Regions from separate parts of the Hordeum vulgare genome. Here region 2 is linked to region 1. The links are chromatin contacts, called in public Hi-C maps. All regions are on one chromosome and are shown on one strand. The core of a region is the stretch at or near the end of the contact, and the rest is flanking DNA. Distances in the headings are between cores, read along the strand shown.

The links. Hi-C and Micro-C count contacts between places; a contact is called where the count stands out from the background.
Region 2: a contact with region 1 is called in a Hi-C map of leaf, with 6 times the contacts expected there. The contact joins the promoter of LOC123407639 here to the enhancer-like site in region 1. A contact is called at or near these places in 2 of 6 Hi-C or Micro-C datasets (leaf and seedling).

The regions. Positions count from the first base shown.
Region 1 is chr7H:466,828,632-466,834,655 of MorexV3_pseudomolecules_assembly, forward strand. No RefSeq gene overlaps it. Among protein-coding and RNA genes, the nearest start is that of LOC123407639, 150 kb to the right of the region's middle. Within about 2 kb of position 2,955, at least 2 of the 3 cell types and tissues checked have open chromatin away from gene starts, as enhancers often do. A contact at or near this core is called in leaf, where this site is marked.
Region 2 is chr7H:466,974,289-466,980,312 of MorexV3_pseudomolecules_assembly, forward strand. It overlaps LOC123407639 (reticulon-like protein B1), which reads left to right and starts at 3,419. Exons shown (of 5, transcript XM_045100820.1): 1 at 3,419-3,818; 2 at 5,716-5,896; 3 at 5,975-6,024. The coding sequence starts at 3,596.

The sequences.
Region 1 (6,024 bases), core at 1,705-4,204:
AATAGCTTGACCATCTAGTTCCATGTTTCACTTCCCCAGCCATTGTCACCTCTAGAACAGGGATCATCATGCTCATAAAGCAAATCCACCAAAGACTTCTCAAGTCCTCGGTTCCATTGGGCCCTTGGCTTGTCAACTACACAAGCACAAGTATTAGAGAAGTGCAGATGAAAGAAATATGTTTCAAAAGATACAAGTTGAGACGCAGGTAATATGGAAAATACCTCTTGGTGAAGTAACCCTTTTCATTGCCTTTGGTGAAGCTTTTTTCTGCAAACCTTTCCTTTGCATCAAGTTGAACTTTGGAGAACCTTTAGCATACATATCTTACATGATGAACATGTAAGATAACAAAGAGCTCATTATTACATGATAACAAAGAGCATCATAAAACATAACAAAGAGCTCATTATTGACATGCAGAAATGCAACCTATTATCAATGGATCATCAAACTAGAATCAATCTTACATCATTGAAGTATTCATAACAAAGGGTTCACTATTACATGACAAACATAACAAAAGAGCTCATTACAACATGAAGAACATAACAAAAAAGTTCATCCCACATCATTGAAAATCATCCCACATCCTCCTAGCAATCTCGTCCCTCAAGTTGTCGCCTGGGATGTCATTCTCTTGGTTGCTAACGTGTTGGTGATCATTATCATCTGGAAGGTCAACAAATTCAGTGGGAGGTATGTTATTGGGTTGATCATCAAGCCAATTTTCATCGCCCTTATTCATCCTGATGATATTATGAAAGACGGCTGCAGCTGCTGGGATCTTGACTTGGTTTTTGATTTGATGGAATGTACCAACGCGAAGAATTGGGAAACGCTTCTTAAGAACTCCTATGGCCCTTTCCACATGGTTGCGCAACACGGCATGCCGAAGATTGAATAACTCCTTGTAGTTCTGTGGTCGATGGTGCCCATGCCCAAACTCCTTGAGGTGATATCGTACACCCCGATACGGTGCAAGGAAAGATGTGGTATTTGCATAACCACCATCAACCAAATAGAACTTTCCTTCAGGTACTTTGAAGCCGCGGTTCAAGGCCGGCTAGAGCACTCTAGCATCTGTAGCCGACCCCTCCCAACCACATGAGATGAATGTGAAGTTTAAGTCAAAGTCACATGCAACCATGACATTTTGGCTGAGAGTTCCCTTCCTATTCCAGAAAGGAGCGGCTTTGTCAGGTGTTACAGTCATAGGAATATGAGTTCCATCGATGGCGCCTATGCATTTCTACGAATAGATTGATTGCAAGTCAATATCCAAAATATGAAGATATAGATAAGACAAGAAGTGAAAGTGTCGAGGTGAAAACCTCAAAGTATGGGAAGAATCTTGGATCTCCAGCAATCTTTGGATGAGGTTCATCGATGCTTTGATGCTTTAAAAATCGACAAGATAGAGTCGGGACGATGTCGAAGAAAGACTTGATGTATTCATGGAAGGTCCACCCGCTATGTTGGTATTCTAGTTGTAGATCTTGAAAAGACGCGTTGTGAGACAACATGTAAAGGAAAAAGGCTAATTTCTCCTCTACCTTGATTGTCTTGTCCTTCATCAAATTTTCCCTTCTAAGATATGATGCTAGCACTTTGAAGATGTGGGGCTCAATCCTAAAAGCTACAGGTCAATTCTTGACATGACCTTGAAGGATTTCATTAACACGCCTCTTGCCATACAGGACAGAGCTATGTCGCTGATTTTTGTCGATCCTACTAAGGATCTGGTACAGTGTTGGCCAAATAAAGAAGATCATGTCATCTTCATTCTCTTCCCTCCTCTTCCTAATTCTCTCAAGGCTCCGTAAATTCATTTTGACTGTAAGTAATTAAGAAATAATAAGACTGGTGATATACAAATGAAACTTATGTGCAGCACAATGATTCTCCCCTCACATTTTTGCACTACATCCAGTTATCAATATCTAACACAAAGTGGTTGGCTGTATCTTGTTACTTTGTTATCATACATAATATATATGCTAATAATACTAGTACTGAAAGGTAGAGATCCTACTTGAGTATCTACATGTATAATTTTAAATAGTAGTCCAGATCTAGCAGTGACTAATTAATCAAGGAAGAGAAGCCGATGGTGGAACAACAGGAAGGGCCTCTCACGCCAGAGGTGCTGGAAAGGGAAGATGGGCCAATGGTGGAACAACAGGAATAACAGGATGAGCTCGCCGGTGATGACGAGGCGAACGGCGGACCAACCACCCCCGCCAATATTAAGAAACCCTAGATCGAGATGGAGTGAAGGGGAGTGGGAGGGGAGGGGAGGGGGCGGTGTACCTTGGGGGAGAAGGTCAGTTTGCCCTAGAAAGAAGAGGAAGCAGGCGCCCGGTGATGACGATAACAATGAAGGCGGGGACGGAGGCAGCGACGGAGGCGACGACGACGAAGACGGAGGAGGCGATGGCGACGGAGGCGGAGGAGACGACGGCGCGTGGTTTTTGCGTCTCCCTCTCGCACGTAGATGTGCGAGCCGCGAGGTATCCCTCGATGCTGGAAAGCCCCGTGGATTGGGAAGGATGTGACGGGATATTTGGGGCTGGGCCGGTTAAGGCCCGGTGTGCCAAACGCTCCTTTTGGAATTTTAGGGGCTTTTAAGCCGAACGAGGAAAATCCACTAAAAACCCCCTCATTCGCTGTGTGCCAAACAAGGCCTGACAATGCGGCAAGACCAAGAGCGAGGGATTTAATCTACCTAACATTGTCCGTGAATACGGTTCACACAAACCATTGTTCGCACGATTCACTGTTGAGAAAACTGTAGCATCCAATCTAGATTGTCGTTTTTTAATCCAACGGACGAGACTGAGCAAAGGTAGCGGCACCGTAGCTTCGCTACCTTTGCCACAGCAAATCTGCGAATCTAAATCGTATTGTCTGCCATGGAGTAAAGGACATCTACCTGGAGCCATCAGCCATGATAATTGGCAACATCAGTGCGACCCCATGCAGTGGCGGGGCTATGGCATGGCCGAAGGGGCCATGGCCCGTCCAGACCATGCAATTTTCTGCAGTGTATATGTATTTTTGGTACTGAAGAACGATCTCTGTAGTTATTTTCTACAGCCGGCCCGTTCAAATTGCTGGGACAAGCTCCGCCACTGCCTTCATGGTCTTGCAAAGACATTGGTTTCTTTAGCCGTGCTTGACGGCACATCCGGTTCGCTACCACACCTGATTTGTTATTTGTACCAGGACTTATTATTTAGACTTTAAAGTTTTAATAAAGGTGGTTAATGCTCAAAAATAAACCTGTTTATATTTATTTATTTATTTTTGCGTGGACCAGATAGGCAAATTTCTAAATATCTGAACCATCGAGAAAGCAAGCGCCCCCTTCCCTCGCGTCGCCCCCGCCCTAGGCGACTCGGGGGCTCCCAAGCCCTAGGCGGCGCCGCCGCTCTCTCATCCTCCCCTCCTCGCCGCCGCCGGGTGACGCCGTCGGTAAAACACGTGTGGCAGACGGCGGCGGCGGGGGACTCCCTCTCCCGGCTCCCCTTCCTCCGCGGGCGGCGGATCTAGGTGGTTGACGGCGGTGGCTTGTGGCGATCACGATCGGGCGCGAGGGGCAGGCCTCGACGAGCGGTGGCGGGGAGTGGGGCGCACGGCGGCGGCCCGCGGCAGGCGGTGGCGGGCGCTGGGCTAGCGGCGGTGCTCCGGCGGGTGCAGGCGGTGCTGGCCCTTGTACGCGGTCGGTGGATCCCTCTTTGACCCGGACGGCGCGGGGGGTGGCGGCTGCTGTGGCGGCGGTCCTTGCTGGATGCTGGTGGCCATTGTGTTGCTTCTCGTCGACCCCAATCTACTCCGATCTGCAGCGGATCCGGCCCCAGATGGCTTCTCGCTGTTCTTGGGTGCTGGCCCTGCAGATCCGGTGGTTGGAAGGGTTCCGGGGGAGTCCCTTGGCCGGTGCGACGGCCACTCCGAAGGCAGCGCCTTTGGGTGTTGTTCCCCTTGTTGGAGGCTTTGGAAAGGATCCCCTTCCTTCCACCCCTTCCAGGAGCTCAGGTGAAAACCTCAGATCCCCTTGGTCCAAGCGACGACGACACCGCGGTGGCGTGTTCCTTCCTGAAGGCGTTGCTCGGGGGCTGCTCAAGCGGTGGTGGAGGTGGCGGCGGTTCGATGTCAGCGCATTTTGGCCTGCTACATCTTGGAGGCTGTGACATCGGTGGCGCTCGTCTGGTGGAGCAACGGCATTGCTGTTTGCGTCATCAGGCTCTGGATGCTCCGGGGGAAACCCTAGATCTGGGTCTTCCTGGATCGGACGATGGTGGCGTTTTATCGCCCTCCCTCCTGGGGGCATCGTTTTGGAGCAAGTGCTGACTGGAGGAATGGTTGAGCGGTGCTTCATCTCACACATTGATGGCGGCGGATATCGGCGGCATGGCGCTGTGGGGACTCGGCGTCCGATGCGTGGAGATGGACTCGAGCAGGAGGAGGTAGCTATCTGGCGTCATGGTGACGTCAATGGCAGAGTGGCTACACAAGGTAGAAGCCTCAATATTTGCTCTGAAGACGGACCGATGGAAGATGGCGGCGATAGCACACGAGTGCATCAGATCGGTTTTGTGCCCTAGACCCGGTATGTGGCAGATGGCTTGACCGGATCTGCTGGAGCTTCCGACTTTTGATGTTAGGCTTAGGTAAGTGATCTGGGTATGTGGCCCAGCTAGCACCCCTTCATCATATGGATATGAATAGCGACAGATGTTGCCAAGATGACGGATTCAGACATATTGTTGTAATACTTTGTAAGGTCCTTGAGAATAATAAATAAAATGACCGCATGCATTTCCCTGATGAGGCCGGGGTCATCCTCCTTTAAAAAAAAAAAATTGGGTGGACCCTTTTGTTTCATTTTTTGGAGTTTTATTCGCCACCTGGACTGGTACAAGAGGTAGCAACAAACGGACCTCGATCCGGTGAATAATTTCAGAGGGAGCATAAGGGCTTTCAAAGCAGCTGTCGCTCTTCTCGTTCCTGTAGGCCTGGATGGGCGATGCGATGATAGATTGGTAGTGCTTCTGGTTCAGGCCTGAATTCGTGGCTGTGATTGATGTGCCGATGTGTATTGCACGAACGGGTCGACATAGTAGGCTTGTAGTTGCTGTCTCCCTATACCTGAAAGCTCTCATTCAATCTTCATGCTTATGGTCGGTAGTTTATCGGCTGAGTAGGGTCAACTGCCGAAGGGATCTCCACACTCGGGAGCCAGCGAAGCCCCCAAAGTGACTGTAGTGGTAAGCCATTTCATCCAGCAATCATCATGATTTAGTAGAAAGTGGGAAACGGCCTAGCCTAGTTAAAGTAGTGGTACTTGTTAAGGAACGGAACGCATGCACAAAATAATTTAGTAATTACGAAATAAGTCAAAAAATGCTGAAACCTCAACTATTGTATTCGTATAAAAAGTTTCGGCAAGGAATTACTTCCGTATTCTCAATGGAAAAAAATATTTCGAACGCTATATACAAGTTACACCGTATTTCTCCTGGAAATTTGTTCCTTCCCCGAAGTCAACGCGAGTTATTACTTGGGGAAACTTTTTATACAAATACAATGCTTGATCATATTTGTTTCAAAAAAAAAAGATGAAGCTTTTGATTATTTTTTTTATTACTATTTCTTCTGCATATAAGGTGTGCTGGCACCCACCTAGGCGCATCAGGGTGTTTATGTACTTGTTAAGGGATATTTTATTTATTTTTGAAATAGTTAAGGGCATTTTTCTTTGGGGAAAAAATAAGTTAATGCTATAGTTCGAGAAACTCTACCCTAATTGCCATAATAACAGTAAATATGATGAGTTTGACAGGAAAACACATTAGAAAGTCATCATATGGCTCCCACAATTTATGGAGCTCGCTCCATAGACAAGCTCACAAGGTAGGGGAGGGCCAATATAGAGCTCGCTACAAACTCAACCACGAGTGCGGGAGGAAGTCTTAGCTTTCTTCATCCTCGTGTTGCGCGTGGAATTTGAAGCGGTCCAAC
Region 2 (6,024 bases), core at 2,169-4,668, 150 kb after region 1:
ATAATGCGCTGATGTAACATTATATTTTGACCAACATGCACACGTGGCATGGGACCCGCTTAGAACAGGTGGCTTTTTTTATAAATGTCACCATAACAACGGACCCACATATGTCAGCATAAAGGAAAACTAAACAATAAAAATTACAGCCTTTCGGCCTTGAAAAATAAGTAGAATTAGCTAACAACTTTGCCTCCAAATTTTCTCATACTCGACGACGATAAAGACTCTTAAAGTTCGTCGAGTAAGACGTGTCAGTTTTATTAGAAATTTGTAAAAACTTTATCAACTATGATCACAGTAATAAAAATAAATTTTAAATATTCATGTATTGTACATATTATACTGACAAATAGCATAACTTATTTATAAATTGTTCAAGTAATTTTAAAAAATATTGGCACTTTTATTAGCATTTGCTTGTAATAACTTTCACTCGTGACACATATTCATAACTTTTACATAACCGAAGTATAGTCACATGTAAATATTTATAAGAATTAAATAATTTTAAAATTTCCATCGGTATGAATATTTCTTGTTATGCAAATTTTTTAAAACAACAAACTTAGGAATTTCAAAAAGTGCATATAAATAATTAATTTTTTGTATAATTAAAAAATAATTCTAAACTGTGATTTTTCTTTATGATTTTATAAACTATACACACATTTTTATAAGAAGAAATACAATTTAGTTTGTATGATTTGTCTAAAAATAGTAGATTAATACTATTTAAAATTACTTGAACATTATGCTAAATAAGTTATATTTCATATGTATAATATTTATAACACACTAGTATTTTAACTTTATATTTATTACTATAATTATAATTTACGTACTTTTTGCAAATTTAAGTAAAAAACTAACATTGACCGCATTCGAGCCCATTGAAACCATACGGGTATCCCTAAAAAACATACGCGTCAGTTGGTTTATACAGATATGACGTTTACACACTTTGTACATCTAATCTTAATTGGAGGGGCGACTACCACACGTTGTCCGCTATCCCTGAAAGCTAGTTCAAATCATTTGTACAATAAATTTTAACTGAGTTTTTTCCTTTATGCATGTCACGTCAATGCATTATACTCCCTCCGTTTCTAAATATAAGACCTTTTAGAGATTACACTATGAACTATATACGGATGTATGTAGACATATTTTAGAGCATAGATTCACTCATTTTACTTCGTATGTAGTCTATAGTGTTATCTGTAAAAGGTCTTATATTTAGGAACGGAGGGAGTACATCATATAGATAGGATTAACACTGTATTTGAACGCTTGTGCCAAGTTCTAGAATCAGTTCGATGTATTTTTTAAGTTTAAGCACCAAAGTGAACATCAATGACAAGTTTAAGCATCACAGATGATATTATCTCTTTTTAATTTAAGATATTCAACTATAGAATGCATTATTTAAGATGTGAGCGGATGCATCCGGATCCGTCCGTAGGCCTTTCGGGGGTTAGTTGCGTGTGTAGATGCTTTAACAGAAAATCGATTAAACCAATCTGGCATGAACTTCTTCGATCCAAGCCGTTTGACGAAGGAAAAAGCAAAATACGCATCACGACATCTTGGGAACACGTAGCAATACCCGATAACCTTGACAATCCATCGAAAGAACCTTTCACCACTCTCTCTCCCGTTGTTTTATGCACCGAGGCATGGCGTCCATCCCAAATTCCACGACACGAACCACTCAGAGGCTCGGAGCAGCAAGTCAATCAATCACGCCTTTGGTGGGAGTTTTGGTTGCGGGCGGGCGGGCGGGCGGTGGGCGGTGGCCACGCGTGCCGCTGGAACAGGCAGCGCCACTCCTATCGGTTCAGCTAGTCCAGAGCAACAGTTGCACGTGTCCGGGCGGAGTCTTCCAGCAAACCCTGCTACGGTTCGCGTGTCGCCCTCCTCGGTCGCCACATCACGCGTAACGCCAGGATTCCGCACTGCATCTCCGTGTGCGGCCAGGGCTGTGCCGACGGATTCCCCTGCTCCGTTACTTTACCGTCGACAGAGCTAAAATGGCTAGGCGTACATGGAGTGGCCACTGGCTTAATTTTTATTTGTTTCTTTGCAGAGTGAGTATATATGGGACGAAGAGAGCACTGTATTAAGAAGATTCAAAACATCATGACTACCCTCTAAAAAGATGGAATTACTCCCTTAAATTCAAAATAAGTGTCAATGATTTTAACTGATTACTAAATGACCCACAAACAATTGCACCGATCATACAACATAGATTATGTGTCGCTGCATCCGTCATTCCATCGATGAAGACGGCCTAACCTTGTTTTTCTATAGTTAGAAATTCATCAAACAGATAATCAAAAGAAGAAAACAATGTTGTCACTGCATCAAAAGGATCACCAAGAACTAGAACCACTCACTAGAATAGCATGATCGTCGAGAAGAAAATAGTGAGACCATCCAATAGGATTCATCATTGACGACACATTTGAAGGAGACCATCGCTTTCGAAGAGAATCCAAGTATTCACCTTCAATCCAAAAGCTAAACTGTAACCACAACTATCATCGATATATAATTAGTGCACCTTTGATTCACGAAGAAAATGAAAGAATAACACTGTGTTTCTTTGATGGGAAGTACTGTATTAATTATTTTATATTAAATTTCTTTGAAACAATTATAATTTTTTTGAGAATACCTTTGCACAAAGAACAATGCAATAGTATGCAGTAGTGTGATAACGTTACAACTTCATTCATGTTTGTGCTTTGACCTTGACTTGACCGTGTTAATTTTCATGTTTATTTATTCCTATGAAGCGAAGTAACATGGTTTATTATTTATTTTTGTTATGTGCAAGCTTTTCTTTTTTTGATAGTTTTATATTATCATTATTTTACAATCATGTAAATCATAGATGCTCTTATAAGGATCAAATTTTAAATGTGCTGCCGGTGTAGTCTCTTCTTCTCAAACGATAACTCATATAATTCTTTTCTTATGAAAACCCTTTGGATCACAAGACCGAGGCTAATGAATATCCATGGAGTACATTACCTATATTTTATTCCATATAAATCTAAATTCAAATACAAATATTATTTTATGTTTCCTTTGAAAAATACAATCATTTTTTTACTCCATCTCTCTACCCCCTCTTCTCATTTTCTAAAAAAAAAACATGTTTATTTCACCACAAAAGGCACATATTGCAGGATTTCGTGTTTCGAAAATCCATAGAATCCTACGATAATTACGTGTGTTCTTATTCCTATGCTTTTAAATTACTAGAATACATATAAAAAAAAACCTAACGGCGTGCATTTTTGGACGGTGCATAAAAATTGCGAAGAAAAGCAGCCCTTTCCCGGGTGCACGTACCACCTGCTCCACCACCGAAAAAGGCCCAGCGCGCCGTGACGGCCCCTAACGGCCGTCCCACTCGCTCCATATTCTAGAGATCTCCATCCATCCATCCACCTCTCCTTCGCCGGAGAGAAAAAGGCAGGCAAGGCGCACACTTCCACCACACACACTGCGCGCTTTACGAGAGCAGAGAACCAGAGGGGAACCCGTGCTTACCTTTCCTGTAGCTCCGTTTGCTCCGTCCATGGCCGATCCAGCCGAGGAGACCGTCGCCGCGCCCCCGCCGACCCCGGCAGCGCCGGCCGAGGGCGCCCCGCCGCTGTCCGCGGAGCCGCCGGCCAGCGCCGACGCCTCGCCGGAGAAGGCGGCCCCGCCCGCGTCTGCGCCGGACACCACGGTCAGGTCCCGTGGGTTCAGGCTGCTCGGCGAGGACACCTCCGTGCACAAGGTGCTTGGTGGCGGTAAAAGTACGAGCTCTCCGTTCCCTTCCCTTTTCCATTTAGCACTACTCCGTATTTATTTTCCGTAATTTGTGGTGGTGACTGGTGAGTACTGGATTTGTTTGATTTTTCAAGTATTACTTCGCACCACAGGTGGGTGATTTCCTTTTGTGTGTGCGTGTGGTGGTTCAGTTAGGAAGGGTTTAGGTGTTTAGCTATAGTAGTTATAGCCAGATAAAAGCACTTACTTTCGATTTCTTCAGTCCTCCACGCGTATTCTAACAACATCGGTTCAGATCTTCGATTATCTGGATGAAAATTCAAGTGCTAATAAAAACGTTTGCTCCCTCTACTAAAAAGATAAGAAGACTTCTTTCACCCCAAGAAAGCACCCACCTATAATTTTCTGACTTTTTTGGTTGCTATTCTGAAATACTTACAAGATAAGAAGACTTCTTGTACCCCGAGAAAGCACCCACCTAGGCTTTAGAGTTCCTTGGCCTGCTGCAGATGATCCACGCTGTTGCCTCACTTCCAAGATATAGACGGGGCATACTGTCAGGCAAGGTTTGCTTGTTAGTTTCTACTCTTGTAGGCTGAACAAAGTCTTGTTACCTTCTAGGCTGAGGAAACCGTCAAGTCCATGAGCTGTTGACCCAGACCATCTGTTCTCGTTTTATCTTTGTGGGATACTGTTCTGAGGCCTTTTAATTCATGTGAAGGATTCAAAGGAAGTCTCCACTAGTAAGCAACATATGATGAAATCGGTCAAATTGAAATGGAGAAATCCGAAGTTCGTTTCCCCACAAAATTAACTACGTGCTTCCTTGGTACTCCCTCCGCAAAGAAATATAAGAACAAGAACGTTTAGACCACTAAAGTAGTTTAGGAAGACGAGCCTACCTGTTGGAAACATCATCCTGATATGATGCCGTGGAAGAATTGTAATGATTCTTGTTGGTGACTTTTTGCAAGTGGCAACATCAACTATATTGTAACCAGGAATCCGTGCTTGAACTTGGTGCTCGTGAATCTACTTCACAAAAACCCACATGGACTTGTCAACCATCCATCAGAAAAGAAAAAAACATGGACTTGTTAAACATCTTTCAAAAAAAGGAGATATTAACTTGTGAACCTACTTAGTCCACTTTGTTGAAGTGTCAACTATTATCTTCTACTTAGAACCTTAAAGTATACCTCTGACAGACAAAATACAGTTTGCAACTTGATCTAAGTGATATTATGTGATATGTTGTACAGAGCGATCCTTAAAGTATACCTTTGACAGTAGCAGAAGTATAGCTGATCCTTGGGGAGGCATCCTCTTATCTCTGATGATGCTAGTTTCTTTGTTGTTGGAGGGGTAAAGGCTCATTTTGTCTGGAAATATAGGAAAGGTCTGGATTGGGCACCAGGGCGTTAGTTTCAACCCCTCAGGATTGCAGAAGAGATGCACAAGATATACACGAAGGCACAATTTTGTTCTAACAGAAGTGTAGCCCATACAGGGTTCCAGCACGGGCTGTTGTTGGTCCGTCCATTTTTTGGGCTTGGTGGTCCCATGACCAGTTTACCCCAACTGCTTCCTTCTAATCAACTTGGGGCCTATGCACATAGACACTTCTAATTACATGTGATCCATGATATTTTCTTATTACTCTGCCTTTTGGTGATCACAAATTGATATATTGGGCGACCCATAAACTCCTAAAATTAACTTCTTATAGGTCTTCAGAGGTTTTGTTGTTGTTCTCAAGAATAATGCTATGCTCTTTGCTGAGAATGGTGAAGTATTTTTCTTCTACTATAGCAACTAGCTCCCTTGATGACAAGGACATGACATCATGACAAAATTATGAAGTCATAGCTCCACTATGAAAATTCTAATTGGTTCTGTTTGTTTTGGTACACTTCTGTGCAGCTGCTGATGTACTGTTATGGAAGGACAAGAAAACAACTGCTGTGGTGATCGGTGGCACAACTGTCATATGGGTTTTATTTGAAGTGCTTGATTACCATCTCTTAACTCTGTTATCCCATGTGATGATTGGTGTCCTGGCCATCTTGTTCGTGTGGTCCAAAGCTATGACCTTCATCAAGAAGTAAGTGATATATATTGTGATCTTCCAAATGGTCTGGTCGGCACTGTTTCTGAGTTTCATCGAGTGTTGCTTTACCAGGAGCCCACCGGATATTCCTGTAGTTGAGATACCTGAAGACCTCGCTGTGA